Regions from separate parts of the Mus musculus genome. Here region 1 is linked to region 2. The links are chromatin contacts, called in public Hi-C maps. All regions are on one chromosome and are shown on one strand. Each heading gives the region's core, a stretch centred on a gene start, on an enhancer-like site or on the middle of the called end of the contact. The rest is flanking DNA. Distances are from core to core; before and after follow the strand shown. Region 1 has its middle 8.4 kb from the start of Gm23151. Region 2 overlaps Tmem132b (transmembrane protein 132B).

Region 1 (2,700 bases), core at 189-2,688, 690 kb before region 2:
TGGCTTCCTGCCCCCCCTCTCCCTCTTGAATTTTTCTCTTTGCATTCTTTTTTGGGGTGTGTGTGTGTATGTGTGTTTGTCAACTTGAACAAAAGAAGATATATTTGTGAAGACAGAATCTCAATTGAGGAATTATGTCCATCAGATTGACCAATGGAAATGTCTGAGCAGCATTTTATTGTTTGCTAACTGATATGGGAGGACTCAGTCCTCTGTGGGTAGTGTCACCTGCAGTTGGAGATTCTAGATTGTATAAGAAAGCAGTCTGAGCAAGCCAGTAAGCAGTATCCTTCTGTGGCCTCTGCATCAGTTCCTGCCTCCAGGTTCCTGCCTTGAGTTCCTGCCCTGATTTCCTTGGATGATGAATTGTAAGGTGAAAATAAACCTTCTCCTCTACAAGTTGTTTTTGGTTATAATGTTTATGACAGTAACAGAAAGCTCAGTATGACAATGTGTGTGTGTGTGTGTGTGTGTGTGTGTGTGTGTGTAAAAGAGAGTACATTCCCATTTGTGTGCACATGTATATAAATGTTTAAATATGTGTGTGTGTTTGCATATGTGTATTGCCATGTGTCTATGTATGTGTGAATGTGTGCACATGTGTGCATGCTGTGTGCACATGTGTGTATGTGTTTGTGCGTTTTCATGTGTATATATGAATGTGTGCATATATTTTTGCACAGTGTATATGTATGCACATATATATGTGTGCATGCACATGCGTGTGCACATACATATATAAAAATGTGTGTTCACAGATATGTGTGAATCTGTGCATACACACTTGAAGGTATGTGTGTGAATGTGTGCATATGCATGTTTGCATGTGTTTGGGCACCTGTGTGATCATGTGGAGGCCCAAGGTTGATGTTGAAGTTCACTGAATATGTGTTAGCAGTGGCTGGCAGATGAAAATGCATGTCTTATTTGAAACAAGAGTGAGTGGTTTTGAAAGCTAGTACTTGGACTCCTGTCCCAGTTCTCTCCTGATTTCAGTGGAAATCTGAAGACTTGGGATGTAGATTTCTTTGTTGTTACATATTGCCATAAGGGTGAATAAAATCTTATATCTGAATATTGTCATTTATTTGTGCAAGGTGACAAATTATCTCATTTTAAAATTTTATATAGGTGACCAAATAATTGACATAAGTATAGCAAGTCTTAGGCCTGCCCCCAAGCCAATGTGAATAGGAGTTCAATTCCTGAACAGTGGTAGCCTGAGACATAGCTTTATAGCTAAATATGTTTTTAAGCTCTGAATATAGCATCATGCACCCCATTTTAACCTGTATGGAATCACCTAACATTTCATACACCACCAAGCTATGCAAATCGCTCCTCAAGCAAGTCTGTAAATTCCCTGTCACTCTACCCAATTGCTTCTTGGTAACAAGGCTCCTCATTTGAAAGCAATAATTAAGCATCTATAAAAAGCAGTGGTGCCTGGTGCATGTAGGAATTTGCACAGCAGAGGAACACTGGGGAATGTTTGCAGGGTAACAGCAGTAAGATGGAAAGGCCACAAGTCATACTGCAGGCAAGCTCCATACAATGAATGTCATTCGACTGCTGGGGAGTCAGGCAAACCTGTGCAGGCATGAGTCCTGCCCCTCATCAAGGAATTCCTACCATGATTAAATATGGATTGATTTCTTATCTTCTTTTTTGCTAAGAAAAATTAAGGTTTTAAAATTTATGTCGGGTAACACTCAATATTGAAATAATGGTAATAGTTCAGGAAGAGAAGTTGAAATGAATGCATCAATGACAAAAGCAGTTGCTGCTGATGTATAAACACCTGCATCAAGCATGCTGGATACTAAATGAGAATAATTTAACATATGTGACGCGTTGGAAAAGACAAAATTATGAAGAACAGGTTCACTTTGTGATTTCTAGGGGTTTGTGAAGTGAGTCACAAACAGGGGTATAATTAAGGATAAAATTTTCAAAATGTTAAGTCCAGAGCATTCTTCCTGAAGCTAAAGGACAATGAAGATGCCTCAAGTGTACACTGGTGTCCTGAACTTGACACAGCCTAGAGTCGTCTGAGAACAAAGTCTCTACTGGGTAATTGCCTAGATAGAACTGGTCATGGGTGACTTTGCTTGTTGGTAATTGGTATGGGAGGGTCCATCTCACTGTGGGTGGCACCATTCCTTGGGTAGGTGGTCCTGAGCTGTATAAGAAAGCTAGATGAGTATGATCCTGAGAGTAAGCCATCAATCATCTTCCTCCTCTTCCTCCTCCTCTTCCTCCTCCTCTTCCTCTTCCTCCTCCTCTTCCTCTTCCTCCTCACCCTCTTCCTCCTCTTCCTCTTGGAGCAAGTTCCTGCCTCCAGGTTCCTGCTTGAGTTCCTCTCCGAACTTCTCTCAATGATGAATCCTAACCCATTATCTGAAAGAAACTCGTCCCTCTCCTAAACCTCTGTAGATCCGAGTGTTTTATCACAGCAACAGAAAGAGAACTTGGACAGTTAGTTAAACACATTATTGTGTGAACTACAGTTTAGAGTACCTTGTGCAGCCTATGTTAAGGTGACCCTCATCCACTAAGTGGTTAGACTTAATCACAAAGGTGACATGAAAGCAGTGGTGGCGCACGCCTTTAATTCCAGCACTTGGGAGGCAGAGGCAGGCGGATTTTTGAGTTTGAGGCCAGCCTGGTCTACAGAGTGAGTTCCAGGAAAGCCAGGGC
Region 2 (2,700 bases), core at 88-2,587:
AGACCTGCCTGCAGCTCATTTTAGGCACCAGCCACCAGCAGTGGGCATGGTCTCCTGCAGTGTCTCAGGCAGGCGTGGTTTAAGGAAAGAAGCATGCAGAATAGCTAAGACTTAGGATGTCATGGTTCCAGAAAGGTGAGTCAAAATAAACAATGTGAACTGCTGTTGTCTTGGTAGGCAGAGTGCAGCCCATACCATTATATGGTAAACAGAATGTATCCCATACCGCTGTGTGGCTGATTGCATATGCCATGGGAGCCTGTAAGACTTGGTGCCCAGAACCTCATTCCCTGCAGTCAGTGGTGGCATGCACTGGGCTGTAGCATATCTAAGCCCCAAGTTCAGAGCATGGGTGTTACAACCCTTGTCTCCTGTAGGTTGTTAAGTGACTCTAATGAGGTGACCGTCCAAAGCCACTGAAGTTGAAAGGATAAAATTTTTTTTCCTCCTTCAAAGATGCCTATGCCTTCATCTCAGGACATGCAGAAAGGATCATTGATGATGTGACTAAGTCAGGTTGCAGAGGTAAGGAATTGACCTCCTATCATTCAGGTGAAAAGGGTCTATACCTAAGGGAACGCTGGCAATGTGTGAGCTAGAAAGCACACCCTGGGTGAGGCTTTCTGCCTCCCCCAACTCCCACCACCACCCCATCACCCCCACCAAAAAAAAAAAAAAAAAAAAAAAAAAAAAAAAAAAAAAAACCTCCCAGAAAGCACTCAGCCCTGCCACAAGACCTTGATCTTATTATGTAAGGACCATTTCTGACTTCCAGAGCCTCGAGGTCAGTTCGTATTGTGAAAGCCACTCTACTGGAGGTCATTGGTTACAGCAGCAAGAGAAAACTGATAAAAAAAGAAGCCCCCTGAGCTGAGAGCCAATGTCAGCCAACCTATCCCACCTTCTTATGACCTCTCAGTCCCTAGCACTCTCCAGCTTCCCTCTGCATTGCAGCTGACTACTTAAATTGCCCTACTTAAGTTCTGCCTGAAGACATGTACCGTTCCCTCTGTCTGGAACGTTCTTCCTCCACAGGTTGTTATGGCTGCCTCTTTCATTTTCATCTAGTTCTCAGAGCAAGTGCTAAGGCCTTAGGAGGACTCCTTCCCCGTCCCTCCAGCACTGCTCAGCCTGTCCCCAGTCTCCGGCTTGCTCATCCAAGTCTCCTGGACACTCCTCACTTCTGAAATGAAGAGCTATCTGAATCTGTAAACTGTCAGGCTGAGGAGCCAGGACCCTGCCTGCCTTATTCATCACCATCCTCTGGGACAGTGCTTGGCACTGCCAGCACCCAAACGCCACTGGAAAGAAAGAGGCATTTGTGCCCAGGCCGTGTTGGAAGCGTTCAGCCAGCGTGACTGAAAGGGAGGCTGATTATCTCCTCGCAGCCTGTGCTCAGCCCGTGGTTCCAGTTGCCTAGAAACTCACTGAGTGTGTTCATTTTTTTTTCATTTCAACCTTTTTGAAAGATAATGTGTTTTTTATCTACATGTGCAGAGTTGGGGCTTTTTAGTTTTAAGGGCTGGAGTTGAATGGTGGGTTGCTGTCTTGAACTCCAAGCCACCCACAGGAACAAATCTCTATACTCAAAGCTCAGTAGCTGGACGGAAAACCCAAAAGGGGAACAGTGTGGAGGGGAAGGGGGAGCGTTCGCATTCAGGAAGGTTTAAAAGGAAGGGCAAGAAGAGAAATGGGCACATTTGTTAGCATCTCTGACCCATGAAGGAGGCAGAAAGCACTAATTACTACAGAAGGTGGTGTTAGCATCCAGGGCTGTGACCATCTCTGTGTGTGACGCCCCTGGGGGAGACTTCTATAGCTTGGGACCAACTGTGCTGATCTTCTAGATTTGAAGACATTAGACAGAATGGTCTCCAAGACCTACTGTATCCACCTCAAAATTCCCACCTGCTCCTGTTTCTCTCTATTTATCAGAAAGCAATCAATTCAGTGCACAGCGTATACTGTACAAGTGTTTGCTACATGGAGGTGAGCGAGTGAATGGATGGATCAATCAACTGACTGAGGGATATTGATGGATGGACCAATGGATGGATGGGCAGATGGATAAATGAATGGGCTGATGGAAAGATCAATAGATGGGTTGGCCTATAGTTGGATGGACAATGGATAATAGGTGGATGGATGGATCAACGGGCAGATTCATAAAGGAAATCAGATGAATCAATGGAGGGATGGATGATGGTTCAACGGAAGGAGAGCTGTATCAATCGGTGGATTTATGGAGAGATAAGTGGAGGATGATAGATCAGTGGATGAATGAACAGATGGATAGATGGGTGGGGGTGGGTCAATGGACAGATGGAAGGATATGGGGGTGGATGGATCTACAGATAAAATGATGACTGCATCTTTGGAGGAAGGAAGGAATCAATGGAGATGCAGATGGTCCATTGTAGGGATAAGTATATCATTCAACTGATGGATAGATAGAGGGGTGGGTGAATGGATGAATACGTGAATAGATGTATTAGAGGATGGATAAATAGGAGTGAGTGAATGGATGGATAGATGGATGGATGGACAGGTGGATGGATGAATGGACAGATAGGTGGATGGATGAATGAATGGAAAAAATGAATGAGTAAATTGTCACAGCCACTGCCCTTGGTAAAATCACTTCTTTGGACCATTGCACCAGCTCCACACTGGCTTCCCCACCTGAGGTCTCTTCTCAGT

The links. A called contact is a pair of places that touch in the nucleus more often than the background predicts.
Region 1: a contact with region 2 is called in a Hi-C map of cortical neurons, with 2.3 times the contacts expected there. The contact joins two enhancer-like sites. A contact is called at or near these places in 9 of 484 Hi-C or Micro-C datasets (cerebral cortex, cortical neurons, gonadal supporting cells and 3 more).

The regions. Positions count from the first base shown.
Region 1 is chr5:126,396,694-126,399,393 of GRCm38.p6, reverse strand. No RefSeq gene overlaps it. Among named protein-coding and RNA genes, the nearest start is that of Gm23151, 8.4 kb to the right of the region's middle. Within about 2 kb of position 1,438, at least 4 of the 459 cell types and tissues checked have an H3K27ac peak or open chromatin away from gene starts, as enhancers often do. A contact at or near this core is called in cortical neurons, where this site is marked.
Region 2 is chr5:125,704,173-125,706,872 of GRCm38.p6, reverse strand. The region is part of intron 4 of Tmem132b (transmembrane protein 132B); the gene reads right to left. Among named protein-coding and RNA genes, the nearest start is that of Gm32811, 58 kb to the left of the region's middle. Within about 2 kb of position 1,337, at least 41 of the 459 cell types and tissues checked have an H3K27ac peak or open chromatin away from gene starts, as enhancers often do. A contact at or near this core is called in cortical neurons, where this site is marked.